Regions from separate parts of the Mus musculus genome. Here all the other regions are linked to region 2. The links are chromatin contacts, called in public HiCAR-type and HiChIP or PLAC-seq maps. All regions are on one chromosome and are shown on one strand. Each heading gives the region's core, a stretch centred on a gene start, on an enhancer-like site or on the middle of the called end of the contact. The rest is flanking DNA. Distances are from core to core; before and after follow the strand shown.

Evidence for each region. HiCAR-type assays count read pairs that join an accessible place to other places. HiChIP or PLAC-seq counts read pairs in DNA pulled down with a chosen protein or histone mark.
Region 1: a contact with region 2 is called in a HiCAR-type map of astrocytes, with 4 times the contacts expected there. The contact joins the enhancer-like site here to the promoter of Vps54 in region 2. A contact is called at or near these places in 7 of 115 datasets of contacts at active chromatin or transcription factors (astrocytes, bone marrow-derived macrophages, embryonic stem cells and 3 more).
Region 3: a contact with region 2 is called in an H3K4me3 HiChIP or PLAC-seq map of bone marrow-derived macrophages, with 9 times the contacts expected there. The contact joins the enhancer-like site here to the promoter of Vps54 in region 2. A contact is called at or near these places in 3 of 39 promoter capture datasets (cranial neural crest, hippocampal neurons and pre-B cells), 5 of 484 Hi-C or Micro-C datasets (CD4 T cells, embryonic stem cells, muscle stem cells and 1 more), 6 of 115 datasets of contacts at active chromatin or transcription factors (astrocytes, bone marrow-derived macrophages, embryonic stem cells and 3 more) and 1 of 9 other capture datasets (liver).
Region 4: a HiCAR-type map of astrocytes shows a contact between it and region 2, with 2.7 times the contacts expected there. The contact joins the promoter of Slc1a4 here to the promoter of Vps54 in region 2. A contact is called at or near these places in 2 of 39 promoter capture datasets (hippocampal neurons and pre-B cells) and 5 of 115 datasets of contacts at active chromatin or transcription factors (astrocytes, embryonic stem cells, large pre-B cells and 1 more).
Region 5: a HiCAR-type map of astrocytes shows a contact between it and region 2, with 2.4 times the contacts expected there. The contact joins the enhancer-like site here to the promoter of Vps54 in region 2. A contact is called at or near these places in 2 of 115 datasets of contacts at active chromatin or transcription factors (astrocytes and embryonic stem cells) and 1 of 9 other capture datasets (liver).

The regions. Positions count from the first base shown.
Region 1 is chr11:20,459,369-20,462,068 of GRCm38.p6, forward strand. No RefSeq gene overlaps it. Among named protein-coding and RNA genes, the nearest start is that of Gm39606, 7.6 kb to the left of the region's middle. Within about 2 kb of position 1,278, at least 63 of the 459 cell types and tissues checked have an H3K27ac peak or open chromatin away from gene starts, as enhancers often do. A contact at or near this core is called in astrocytes, where this site is marked.
Region 2 is chr11:21,237,622-21,240,321 of GRCm38.p6, forward strand. It overlaps Vps54 (VPS54 GARP complex subunit), which reads left to right and starts at 1,411. Exons shown (of 23, transcript NM_139061.5): 1 at 1,411-1,750.
Region 3 is chr11:20,551,839-20,554,538 of GRCm38.p6, forward strand. It overlaps a transcript of Sertad2 not described here. Among named protein-coding and RNA genes, the nearest start is that of Gm32142, 75 kb to the left of the region's middle. Within about 2 kb of position 1,378, at least 71 of the 459 cell types and tissues checked have an H3K27ac peak or open chromatin away from gene starts, as enhancers often do. A contact at or near this core is called in bone marrow-derived macrophages, embryonic stem cells, memory CD8 T cells and 2 more, where this site is marked.
Region 4 is chr11:20,331,364-20,334,063 of GRCm38.p6, forward strand. Slc1a4 (solute carrier family 1 (glutamate/neutral amino acid transporter), member 4) reads right to left here and starts at 1,350. Exons shown (of 8, transcript NM_018861.3): 1 at 583-1,350. The coding sequence starts at 1,109.
Region 5 is chr11:20,654,636-20,657,335 of GRCm38.p6, forward strand. No RefSeq gene overlaps it. Among named protein-coding and RNA genes, the nearest start is that of Sertad2, 24 kb to the left of the region's middle. Within about 2 kb of position 1,251, at least 172 of the 459 cell types and tissues checked have an H3K27ac peak or open chromatin away from gene starts, as enhancers often do. A contact at or near this core is called in astrocytes and embryonic stem cells, where this site is marked.

The sequences.
Region 1 (2,700 bases), core at 28-2,527, 780 kb before region 2:
TTGTTGGAGTAGGTGTGGCCTTAGAGGAAGTGCGTCACTGTGGTGTGGGCTTTGAGACCCTCCTCCTAGCTGTCTGGAAGACTGTCGTCCTAGATGCCTTCGGATCAAAATGTAGAACTCTCAGCTCCTCCAGCACCATGTCTGCCTGCGTACTGCTATGCTTTCTAACATAATGATAACCGACCGAACCTCTGAACCTGTAAGTCAGCCCCAATTAAGTGTTATCCTTTATAAGAGTTGCCTTGGTCACGGTGTCTCCTCACAGCAATGAAACCCTAACTAAGACAGAGACCCTTCATCTTCAAAGCACTCAAAACCTTTTGGGTTTGGGTAACTCTGGAAGAAGGCAGCCTCTCCATGACCTGCTTTGTCTTCCAAACACTCACTGAGGTGAGAACTGTCAGAGGCCCTCCCCACTGACTCAACCGCTTTCCTCCCTAACCAGGTAAAACTGCACACTGGTCACAGTTACTTTCCTTAGGCTCCAAATACTATTTATCTGCATGTAAGCCACGGTACCCGGAACAAGCAGAGCACGGGGCCACCCCTTACAGTCCCCAGTAGGAAAGAAGGGTGCCTTGCCAAGGCCTTGTTGCTTGCCCATGTAGCTTCTCTTCTGGGAGATAGATGCCAGGGCACGGGCCACCCTTGGTGATCGAGACACACTGGAGAGTCCTTGAGTTCTCTGCTTCTGTGTTCATGTCCTAAACTGGCTGCCAGCCGTTACCTATAAACTAGAGCTCAGCTGCTTTCTCGGCCGTGGAGTGACAACAATGCCACCAAAATAAGCCACAGTCTTTTCCCTGACACTTGTACTCCAGGGCCTGGCAGCCACGCATCAGGCCAGAGGACTTCAAAGTCAGGGTGTGCCTGGGGGAATCCAGGAAGGAGACCCTAGGCAGGCAGAGCCTGAGGCATAATGCACTACAGAACTGATGAATTCTTTTGGTTCCAAATCTTTACAGCTTTGCCAAACCCAGTGGGGAAAGATCAGCTGCAAAGTTCTGTCAGGAAAGTACCAGGTGCTGAGCTGTTCCCAATCTGACTTAGAAGCAGTTAGGGGCCAGGGCTGTTTAGGGTTGGCATTCCGTTCTTTGCTAGGTCTAGGAGATGGCCAGCGCACTCTTGAAGTCAGTGCCACCCTGCCCCTGGGCTGTGCTGAGGTAAAGGCAGACACGGGGCCGTGGAGGAAACTGGAAGCATTTCCCTCCCACACTGCAGGACAACCACACAAAGGACCTCCTCTGTTGGCCCTGTATGATGGGATGGGCTGGCAGGGGAGGACTGAGACTGTCGCCCAGTGCAGGGCCAGGCAGCTGCAAATGAAACACAGACCTAGAGCACTCGGGGAGGCAAGCATTCGATCTTTCTAAGAGCCAAGAAATCCTGGCTAAAAGCTCAGCTACAGAGGGAAGAAAAGACTCGGGCAATACTTGAAACCAAGCAAGCCCCCTGGAAATGTTGGATTCCTGACAGATAAGGAGCCAAGCCAAGGGCTTTTTTCCTGCTGGCCCAAACACAAAAGCGAAGGACTCTGGAGAAGTGGAAGATCAGCCTGGAAGGGACTCTGAAAGCAGAAGAAAGCTCTTGAAGCCAGAAAATGTTCACCCCACTCAGACCCCAGGGCTCATATCCAGCCAGTGTGGGGGAAGGGACACTTGGTGTCACATACCTTCAAGGCTGCACTATCCTGGTGGACACTCCAGTGAGAGGCGCTATGGTGGTGTGGTATCTCCAGCACTCCAGGGGGCTTGGTTGCAAGGCCCAGTGCCCACCTGAGGTGTGTGAGTTATTGGTTAATACCTCTCCCATGCTCTGAAGGAAGTGACTCCTGAAGTAAGGTTGGACGTAGCTTGATTAATTCTTTGTTAGATTTTTTTTTCCTTTGTTCTAAGACAGGGTTTCTCTGTGTAGCCTTTGCTGTTCTAGAACTCACTCTGTGACCAGGCTGGCCTCAAACTCAGAGCTCGCCTGTCTCTGCCTCCGGAGTGCTGGGATTAAAGGCATGCACCACCACCACCACCTGGTTTAGATCTTGTTTATTTTTTGGTGCTAGGGGTTGTACCCATGGCTTCAGATATGCTAGGCACACATTCCCCATGAAGTTTCACCCTCAGAGCCTGGAGCTTCACCCCAAAGGAAGCTGCACAGCAGTACATTATGGGTAAAACTTATGAACACACAAAGGACTGTTCCTTTATCCATATTGCCTGTCATGTGGAGGGAGGATACTTTTTTTAAAGCTCTAAAAACTAGACATGGTGCCTTGTGTCTGTAATCCTACCACTAAGGAGGTAGAGGCAGGAGGATCAGGAGTTCAAGGACAGCCTGGGCTGTCTCAAAAAAAAAAAAAAAGGTTCTAAGATTAAAGAATAAAAGAGTTCTGTGTGAGGATTGGCTCAGTGGCGCAATCCTCCTCATTCTTTGCTAGATCTTGAAGAAAAAGATAAAAAGGATATATGACAGCTTTTTAAGAATAATAGAAAGAAAAGAAAAACCTTCCTTCTGAATATGAGTAGAACATTCTCTACACAAAGGAATTTGGGCAAAAAATAGAAAGAAGGGGTCAAAGGTCACCTATCACTTATCTCCCTGAAGGGGAGATTGTCACATTTCCTGTACATGCAGATATATGTTTTGGGGGAGAGGCAGGGGTTCAAGACAGAGTTTATCTGAGTAACCCTGGCTATCCTGAAACTT
Region 2 (2,700 bases), core at 161-2,660:
AAAAATATAGCGCAGGACTTTTCTTTTGGCTAATCTTTTGTGTTTTCCTTTCTCTGTGTCCTTTCTGTCCTTCAACCATACCTTTTTTTTTTTTTCTTGTTTTTTTTTTTTTTTTTTTTTTTTAGACAGGGCTTCTCTGTGTAGCCCTGGCTGCCCTGGAACTCTGTAGACCAGGCTGGCCAGGCTGGCCTCAAAACTCAGAAATCTGCCTGCCTCTGCCTCCCAAGTGCTAGGATTAAAGGCATGCGCCACCACTGCCTGACCAACCATACCTTTTTGGTGAGTAAATTAACAAAAGCTGTTAGCAATTTTCAATGACTTACTAAGACCAAGACTTGCATCAGTTTCTTTTTCCAGTTAACTACTGAGTTACATTTTCACTTTTGCTTTGTAAAACAGACTTTTGAAATGCATGAAACTTATTTGTAGGCTAAACAGTTCCAAAATGGAATAAAATCTTCATAAAGTTAAGAAAGACCCTCAAGTAATTAAGACTTTTTTTCTTATTTTTCCAGACCTTGGTGGCTCTGAGTCTCAAGACTCCTGAATCAACCAAAGGTGATTGGAGACTTATAAACATATTGTAGTCTAAGACACCCTATCTTGCAGATGGTAATTTTACTAGTAAGATCACAATTCTCTCTGAACTCAGCCTAATTGGAAATGCTGTTAGGAATCACAAATAGATTTTAATAATAAGCACACACACCCAAGTTTTTCAGATTTTTAAAGGGCAGGGACAACTGACTTATGCGCCTGAGAAATGTGACAGGTGATTGGAAGCCAGGAACTGGGGGGACAGGGTAGCCTCAAAAGGCCTTAAGTGCTGGAGGCCAGTGGGGTATCTGGAGTTGACCTTTCACCTTTGAAAGGCATTAATTTTGGAGACGGAGCCATGTTTGTTTACTATGAGGGGCTGAGGGAGTCAGGGCAGGCGGAAGCTAGGGCTTTAGTGGGTGTAAGCGGCCGGGAGTCAGTTGGTCTGGGGGGCGAGGGGTCCGCTCCCGCCCGCTCGCCAGGGAAGGCGGAAGGCAACGCTCGGCTTCTTTGGACAACCTGGGCGGGGGGGGGGAACCGTGCGAGCTGGAGCGCAGATCCGAGACGACTCCTGCCTTTACGAGGACGACAGGGGGAGGCACGGGGCAGCCACGCGGGGTCGTCCCCGCTCTGGGGTCGCTAGCTCTGCGGCGGCCGCGCCAGGCCCTGTCGGAGCTGCGCGGCGACTCCCGGTCTGGCCGCGGCCCTCCCGCCCCGGCGACGCCGCGGTGGATTGTGGGCTGGGGGCTGCGGCGGCCTGGCGGCGGCGGCGGCCTGCTGCACGCTCTCCGCGGACCCAGCCGCGCCGGGCCGGTGGCGTGAGGCGGGCGGCGGCGTGGGGAGCTGAGGCGCCGGGGGCGGTGGTCGCGGCGCGGCGGCGGCTCCCCTGGAGGCCGGGGATGTGGGAGAGGCGGCGGCAGCAGCGGCGGAGGCGGCGCTGCGGACCCGGGGGAGACTGCTGGCTGACAGGACACCCGGGCGAGACGTGAGGGGCCCGCCGCGGCCGCTCTGCCCCCGAGCGGCGCTGGGCTCGAGAGGGCGGCCCTGTGCTCCCGGGCCCGCCGGCCAGCAGGCGCGGGGCGGAGGCGGGAACCGGGCTCGGACCCGGCGCGCAGGGCGGCGGCGGCCGCGGAGCAGCAGTCTCGGCGCGACGTGGAGGGATGGAGGCGGCGGTGCACTAGGCCTCGTCTGGGGCTGCCGCCCGGGACCGCAGGTAGGTGCCGGGCCCGCGCTTCGCGGCCACCCTCCCCCGACCCGGTGACCGGCGGGGCGGCGGGACCCCACCCCCTCCGTCTCCTCGGGGCTTGGAGCTGACAGAGTTTCGGAGCCGGTGACCGAGCCGAAGCTTCATCCTCCCCGCCACCACCACTTCCTTCTCGGCACTCCCAGGATCCGGGCCGGCAGCTGTGCCCCAGCCCCGGCCGGCGTCCGCAGGTGCCGCCCCAGTCCCCTCGCCCCTCTCCGGAATCCGGGACCAGCAACTTCCATCAGTCCTTGTAGACGCGGAGCCCAAACTTTCCCTGTCTCCTTTCAGCCAGGCCTGAACCCCTCTTGGAGCCTTCTAGAATAAAAACACCGCCCCCCCACCCCCCCGCCCGAGAATACTAAACCAAAGAAGAACTCGGCATTGTGCAGTTTTGCATTGTAGTTTAAATTATTTTATTTCTTTCAGTTTTGCTAACTGCTGTCTGCAGGGATACAAAGACAGGCCTTCCCTGTTCCCTGTGGGTTGTCTGGGAACTTTTGCCTGACCATTATAATTAGCTACTTGGCCTGTCCGTGTATGGCTTAGGGTGACTTTTTTTTTTTTTTTTTTAAAGAATTTTGGCCTATTAGAGTTACAAAGTGTTTCTTAAAATACCTTTTTAACCAAGTTTGGTTTTTGGTCCTTATAGAGACGTCTTTTACTTTCGAAGAATTAAATTGGGCTACTTCTGTTTTCTAATTGATTTAATTTCGGGTTCTCAAACTCAGGTCAGTCTTAATACATGTTCAGCGGGCAGGGGATATTATGATACGCTGTTTGTGGTATATGGAGAAGAAGGTGATAACTTATGCTGCAGGTCTTGATGGGCATTGAGTTTTATAAATGGGAGCTCTAATTGGAAAACTATTTGACTCCCTAGCAGTTTGGCTGGAACAGATGTAATGATAGGATATGTC
Region 3 (2,700 bases), core at 128-2,627, 690 kb before region 2:
TCCTTAGTCCCATTAAATAAAATAAATAGGTCTTCCTTTTGAGACTGGATCTCAAACACATTATGTTGCCCAGGCTGGCCTTGAACTTGCTTTTAGTCAGGCTGACCTGGGACTCCTGTGTCAACCCTCTCAGTGAATGCAGGAATCACAGATGTGCACCAGCAAGACTGCCTGGCTCTGACTTAGAAAACAGTCTGTTGCTATTTTTAAAATGTAATTTAATTCATCTTTAACTTAATTTAATTTTATGTGTATAGGCATTTTGTCTGCATGTCCATCTGTGCAGCCTGAATGTCTGGTGCCTGTGGAAGCCATAAGAAAGCATCAAATCCTTTGGAGTTGGAGTTATAGGTGGTTGTGAGCCACCCTGTCAGTGCTGCGGATTTGACACAGGTCCTCTGGAAGAGCAACCAGTGCTCTTAACTGCTGAGTCATCTTTCTAGTTCCTGTTGTACATTTTATTTAATGCAAATAAAATTAGACACATTGTATTCTGGAGTCCCTAATGTGGACCAGCTAGGCAGGGTGGGGTTGCAGAGCGGAAAGGACAGGCATATTCCCACTCTAGAACAGGTTCCAGAGGGTTTGGGGGAAGTCAGAGCTTGGTAGCAGCCACAATTAACCTTTGCACACTGATGCAATGATAACAGGAAAGAATCTTAATGTAGATTTCATGTCCTTTGTTTTTGTATAAAGAGAATCCCGATTCCGACCACAAAATCCATTTGAGTAAGCAATTTGTATTTGAATTTGAGTTGGGACTTCAAAACATAACAATGTCAGTTTCTCCCAGAAATCATGAATCTTCCTTATTTATTAACCCTGGAAAACTTTATGATGACCATGGTCTGGAGTGTTTCCTAGATTTTTTTTTTTAATTGGACTTTTTAAGTTGTTTTCTCCTGTCCCTTTGTTTCCTTTGTGACCAAGCCAAAAATTAAAAAAATAAAAATAAAAATTGGTAACAATGAATGTTTCACAATGGGAATGTAGCCACTTAGTTGTCCCAGCAATATTAAACAGTTAACAAGAGAACCTTGAGTTTGCTTTGCCTGCTTACAGTGGGAGCTAAGGCTGCAGTCTCAGTGACTGCAGTTTTGTCATTTCCTGCACAAATGAAACTGATAGTGTCAGTTTCATCTCGAATAACAAAGTGAATATATCTATGTTCTATAAAGTAGCATTACATGCAGTGATCATCGTGAGTTAGTTTCATGTTTATGAATATTTAGTATTTGTCCTAGGTTCTTGGGAGTATAGTAAGACACAGCGTCTTCCCAGTGATGCCTATAGTGCACTAGAGACAAAAGAGCCCTGCAATGAAATTAGTCCTTTATGTTTGGCCGTATGTGACGTAGCATAGTGCAAAGTCTGGTTGGTGTGTGCTGCAGCGGTAACACAAGTCCTAGATCAAAGGGACCCGCCCTCTAGAAGTTCTGGGTAGCCTTCTCTGGAATCCAGCCTTCCTTTAAGTCTAAGTAACATTGGTTAGAAGGCTTTTGTGTCTTGAACAAAGAATAGTTTCTTCTGCAGCTACCACACAGACTCTCAGTAGGGAAGCAGTGAAAAATGGAGCAGGCCTCACTGTCCCCAAGGGAAGCAGAAATTGCACCTGTGAACAGAGGTTTTAGACACAGTTTGAATGTATTTTAGGTTCCTGAGTCAAAAGTAAATACATGAAAGGCCCGAGGCTGGGAACCCTTGAAACATCAGTGAAGGTGCTGTAGTCAAGGGGAGTTCCCTGAAGAAGGGTGAACAGGCAGCCTTTTGCCAGCTACTAAAGTGCCTTCTCTCCAGCTTTGCCTAGAATAGTCCTGTCTGCCAGGTGGGTATGTCTACACCTAATTTGGCTAACTTAAGAAGTCTGAGTATATTGCTATAATTTATAAGTAATCTTTCTAAATTATTTTGCTTTGAAATTTAGCAGACAGGCCTGTTACTTTTTTTTTTTTAACGTTGTTATTTAGTGCTGGAACTGGACCGAAGGCCTTATGCATGCTAGGCAAGCACTTCCACCCAGCAGGGTTCTAGCCTTCGATTTAAATTCAAACACAATACTGTGTGAACCGTGGGTTTGTTGAATTTTTTTCTGAGTGTTTTGAAATGCTAACATTATTTTTAGATCACATATGTTTCTTTATTTGGAACTATGTCTAAGATAGGATAATATAATGCATTCCTGTCTCTTAGATTTAAATTTGGGGATAAAAGTACAAAATCTCACAGTTTATCTGTTAATGAAAGTTTTTAGACACTTTTGTGGAGACTTAAAATAACCCTTAAAGAGTTTCTCTTCCTGCAGAGTTTATTGTCCCTCTTATGTCTGATTGAAACCCCCCATCTAGAATAGTTATGTGCATTATCTGTTGTAAATGAATTCAAGGATGTGTGTGTGTGCACAGTGTGTAGCCTAACATGATGTTGTATGATGGCTGTAATCCTAGCACTTAGGAGGTGAAGGCAGAAGGATCAGGAGTTCGAAGCCATCCTCAGTTACATAGTGAGTTTGAGACTAGCCTGGACTGTGTGAAGCACTGTTTCAATACCAAAAGCAACAAGCTGCCATGGGGGTCAGTAGTAGAACATGTGCCTAGCATGTGTGAAGTCCTGGGTTGGATCCCCGGCAGTACCCATCTCTAAAGACAGAGAGACTGGCCAGGGAGGGAGGGAGGGAGAAGGGAGAGAGTGAGCTTGAGAGAG
Region 4 (2,700 bases), core at 100-2,599, 910 kb before region 2:
ACTCTCTGGATCTCCCCGCTTTCTACAAAGAAATAACGCTAGGCCCCATGATCCTGACCAAGAACGTCCACAACCTGTCCTAAGCCTGAGAGGCAGTCACGTAGCTGGGCAACGGGCTCCACATAACTAACTCCAGTTTTATTATTCTTGGACACATCCATAATTCTGCTGAAAATTGCCAACTTCCTTCCAGACCAAAGGCTGAATCAGAGAAAACCTCAGACTACAAGCTGGATAGCTCCTCTGGTGAAAGTCACTCAATGTCCTGGAAGCTTTGGGGTGATGTAGGGGAGAAAACAGGAACAATTAAAAAAACGAAACAAAACAAACAAACAAAACTGAGAGAGCCCAGTGTAAGGAGTAAAGCACAACTGAGAAGGTATACACTTAACATCCCACCTAACGGAAAATCGGTTCCAGCAAAAAGCTGTGGCCTCCAGTCTTTAAAGGTGTGGCCAGCACGTAGCCCAGACGTAAATATGAAATTTAGTGTTAAGGGCCAACAGTAACTGAATTAACTCTAGGTGATATGAGTGCACGTGGCGTCTCCCGCCGTGCCTTTGGCGGGGTGGAGAGCAGTACCTGAGTAAATCGAGGAAAGAGTCCACTGTCTCTTTGGAGACCGGAGGAGGCCCTGAGTTCTCCAGCCCCAGGCTGCTGGACTGGAGGGTCTGCGCGCCCGCCCCTGGCTTGATGATGAACGCCAGAGCAACGGCGAGAGCCGAGGCGCTCAGCGTGGTGAGGCCGAAGTAAGCAACAGCGATGCCACCCAGACGCCCGAGGGAGCTGGCATCCAGGGAGGCGGCTCCCGACACCAGGCTGCAAACCACCAGCGGCAGGATGATCATGCGCAGCATGCGGAGCAGCATCTCGCCCGGGAAGGCCAGGTAAGTGATCTGGGTGCGGGTGAGCTGCAGCCCCCTCAGCGCCGCGCCCATGCCGGCACCCACCAACACTCCCGACACGGTGAGCAGCACCAGCGCGTGGCGCCGAAAAAAGCTAGCACAGCGCTGCGATTTGCCCATCGCCGTCTCGGGCGTTCGGGGCCCGGCCGCAGGCTCTGCCTGGGTGCCGTCGAGGTAGCCGTTGGTCTCGCCGCTCTTCTCCATGTCGTTGCCCACCGCTCTAAGCGGTAACACTCAAGGAACTTGGAGAAAAGACCGGTTTCGAATGAATGGATCAGGCGGAGACAGTGGCCTGTGCCAGCTGCGGCTTCCGAGCTCTGTGAGTCCCTACAGGAACACTTTTCAGAAAGATAAAAGAGAGACGTGGGTTGTGGGTTGGAGCCCAGGCAGAGCAGACCGCGCCGCGCCCAGCCTTCTTTCAGAGCCGCTGCAGGCTGGAGATGATGCAACGCAGGAGGCACGCTGGAGGCTGCAGCCTAGGAAGGAGGGCGGGGCTTGAGCTCGCCCCGCCCATGTAGGCGCACCTCCGATGTTACGACCAATTAGAACCCTGAATATCCGTTCCCCACCTCCCTGACGTTTCCCAGGTCCCGCCCTTCTCCCACCCTCCGGGAGGCACAGCAAAGAGAGTGAGAGACAGGCAGGCTGGGCTCTCCCGACGGGGCGTGAGGCCATCGGCCAATCCTGTCTCCTGGCAGCTTTCAGTCCTACTGTCCAGGCCTCGGGGAGAGAGGGAGGGGAGCGTCTGGAACGCCTCGGCAGTTCTTCTCCTCAGCTGGTGGAGGAGGGGAGCCCTCGGAGGTTGGTGCCCGCCCTCCGCTAGGGAGTCCGGAACGACCCAACCTCCATCCTGCGGGAAATCCTTTCTTCTAAGGGCTCTGTAGGCTTTCCTGGTACAGAGACAAAGGAGTGGGTGGATGGGGGAAAGTCTCATTGCGTGCACGTACAAGACTCTAGCAGAGCTTTACCCTTAGGTGACCAGCGAGTCCGGGTGGCACTATGCACAGTGCCAAGGGTGAGCCACTGCGTGCACTAGCGCCCTCTGGGGCGAGTCCATTGGACTCTGGGGAGAAGCCTGGTGTGTGCAGGCTGAAGACGTAAAACTCTCCCAGAGAAACAGAGCTCTAACGCCACCACTTTCGGTGGCGTGTCTGCCATGTAACTTAAGCTGAAACACAAGCGGGATTTTAACCACCCCCTTCCGGGTCTCCAGACTTGGCACGCCAACAGTTCAGTCAAGTGTTTGGCCAGTCTGAAAGATGGTTCAATGGATTTTTTAAAAATGCCATTTATTTACTATCTTCCCGGGCCACAGCAGATAAAAAGGGAAACCTTGGCAGTCGTTTATTGTGTTATTTATTTATTTATTTATTTATTTTTCCCTATTCTGCTTTTGAAAAGAACTACCTCCCCAGACCTCCAAGAAAGCCCTAGTTAGGTGTAGCTGAGTTAAAGAGGAAGACAATGTGAAGTAAAGTAATTTTGAAGTATACCATAACAGAAACCTGTGCAAATCAATATGTCCTGTCGAGGTGTAAAACGTCCAATTGTTGAGACAGCAAAGAGTTCCTTACATGAAGCCATTTAGCTGTCATGTACAGCTTGTTGAAATAGGAGCTTATTGGTGGGAGGGAGGTGTGTTCATTAGATGAGGACCTATACATATTTTTATCTTGTTTCCCAGAACATGGTTTACCTCTCTGTGCAAGGATGGATGATTCCTACAGACCCATGTTCCTCATTTCCAGGTAGCTCTGCCTCCTTTTTCCTAAGCTGCTGCTTTTATGCAAAAGAC
Region 5 (2,700 bases), core at 1-2,500, 580 kb before region 2:
TGGCTTCACCTGAGCTGCACACAGGTTTTCTTTGCAACACTACAGTTCTGAAGAACAGGAACCCTGGGATTTCGTCTTCTCCAGACGTCGTCACGTCACACCCCCACAAACTATACACTGCCAGTGTTAATAAGCAGTAGAGTGGCCCCAGACAATGGCCGTGCTTACTTAGGTATGCGTCCCTAGGGCTGATGTCTGACTCCATAGTACAGCTGAGCAGGTACAGTTGTACTGACTCTTAGTTCAAAGGAGTTGCCATTTGGCCCTTTACAGAGACACATTGCCAAAGTGATACTGCAACCCACACAATCCTTAAGATAGTGTTGGCGCAAACAAGGCAGACAGGCTTTCAGTAAGGTGGACGTTTACCCCTAAAGAGATTAATTGGCTTGGGTGTCCAGGGAGCCCCAGTGTACCAGAGTGCTGGAGAGGAGGGAACAGGGTTAACAGCCAAGCCACATAGGAGGGGGATATCTTCAGAAAGCTCTAGGCCTATGAGGGGTCTGGTCTTCTGCTCTAAGGAGCCTGATTATGGCTTCAGAGGAGTAGCATTCAGCTTGGCTCATTAGAAGACCCTTTGTCACCAACCCCAAGCCTGCTCCTCTCTTTCTCTCCAGCCCTAAATAAGTTTGGTTTTGTGTGTATGGAAACCGGTTGTTATCCCAGCTGGTCTCAAACACCTGCATGTAAGTGCTTCTGTCTTGGCCACCTGAGTTGCTGAGGCTATAGTTTCTCTCCAGTCTTTTTAGCACAGCATATCTTGCCTATAGTTTGGAGACCTGAAAACTCTTCCCCGGGTCTGGGATGGGTTGGGGGGAGGTGTGCCCCTCCTGACATACCTACATCACTACCTTAAGGTATGGAGAGGAGCAGCCAGTAGGACCAGCAGTTAGCCAGTAGGGAGAACTTTCTGTGACTGAGCACTCTGGGTGTTCTCAGACTCCCTTACTTTGGCAATGTGACTTGAGGTTAGTAACTTATTGGGAGCAAGATGAGGCTGGCTATCTGGCCTCTCCTTGTTTGTTATCACAGTGGGAGGGCTGGTCTTGGACTGCAGACCAAAAGGATTTGAAAAAAACTCTTGAAGGCCCTAAGGTGCCACCCTTGGAGGCATCTGGGATGGCTTGTCCTGTGCACGACAGGATCAGACAGCACATGGTGACATTGTCCCTGGAGCTGGGAACCCTCTCTGCAGCAGTCTGGCTGTCTCAGCCCCATAGTGCTACAGACTTCCCCCGCCTCCCAGGCAGGGCCAAGCTGCCAGCTGCCTGCAAGGCTTATTGTTCAGCAGTGACAAGAAATGGCTGCAGAGCACAAGCTGGAGAAAGGCTGGAGGCAAAGTGGGGGAGGGGTGGTAGGCTGAGGAAGCTCTCAATGCCCCTAGCACAAGCCTGTGTTCCTGGGAGAAGTCTGAGAGGAACCCAACCTTAGGGAGTCAGGCCCCTCCCTCCTCGGCCCGACAGGCTTGTCTTTCAGATGTGGGAAGTGTGTCGCCCCGTTTCTGCACCCAAGCAGAGGAGAAGGCTGCCTCGGGATTCAGCTGAGTGGCTGAAGACAGAGCCATGTGGCCTGCACTTTGGCAGGCTGAGGCAAGTCAGCCCGATCCATGCTCCCCTTGCAGTTGGGTCTGGAGAGGGTCCAGAGATGAGAACAGTTTCTGATGTGTGCACAGCTACCAAGTGTTTTCCAGACAGCTGTGAGTGTGCCGATTTGGGGGGTGTGTGGCCTGCAGCACTAGCGGGTGCTTCAGTCATGCCCATCCCTGCTGAAGGCTTGGGGAGACTTGGAGAGGTTGAGCCATGAAAACCTTGGGATCAGCAGCCGGCCATAGGAGGAAGTCTCTGCAACCGAAATCACCAGGGACCAAAGCCACTGGGAGAGGCGAATCTAGCGTCTCTACCTACCGAGGAGAATCTCCCTCCCATAGCCCCAGACATATGCCGACCCACCGTGGAGGGGATGACTGATGTAGTCACAGAGCCAGCGCCCACTGGGAGCCAAACCCTTGGTCTTGCCAGACCAGTCCTGATAAAGGGGAAACCTCGTCCTCCCATCTTTCTCTCTCTCACCTCTTTCCTCTTCGTCAGCCCCCCTTCATCCTGCATGCCTACTTGAAGTTGAATTTGGTTGGCACACAGACTCTGGCTTGTCCTCTGCATCATGGGGCCTTTGTCTGGGGGCTGGTCGGCTGGGCGTCCGCTCTGGGCTCGGAGACACTGGTGCTGCATTCTGTAGAGGGTCAGGCCCAGGATGGGGGAGGGATTCTGATCAGTCAGCAGCTGGGACTAGGGTTCCTTTGGAGGCAGGGTGTGTGCCTGCTCTGAGCAGCCCGGCACCCCAGCGGGCACCCCAGTGGCGAGGAAGAAATGCAGACCAGCTCCTCTGAGTACCGCCTCCCCAAGAGTCATCTCTGCGATACCCCAGCGGCCAGCCGGAAACGCAGAACCACGAGGGTGGGCAAAGCTATGTCTGGAAAGCATTTCTGTCTCAGATCACCGTCTTACTGAGGTTTTTTAAAAAGGAAAACCCCGGGTCCAGAAAGGTTTAGGTAAGGCAGCACAGCTGGCTCAAGAAGACATCTGAGTGTGCTGCAAGGCCCTTTCTGCACATTTGGGAACACACTGCTTTGCCTTCCAGGGGCCACAGGTCACGTAAGGCAATATTGTGGACTTGTCACCAAGCAGAAATCCCTGGCTGGCT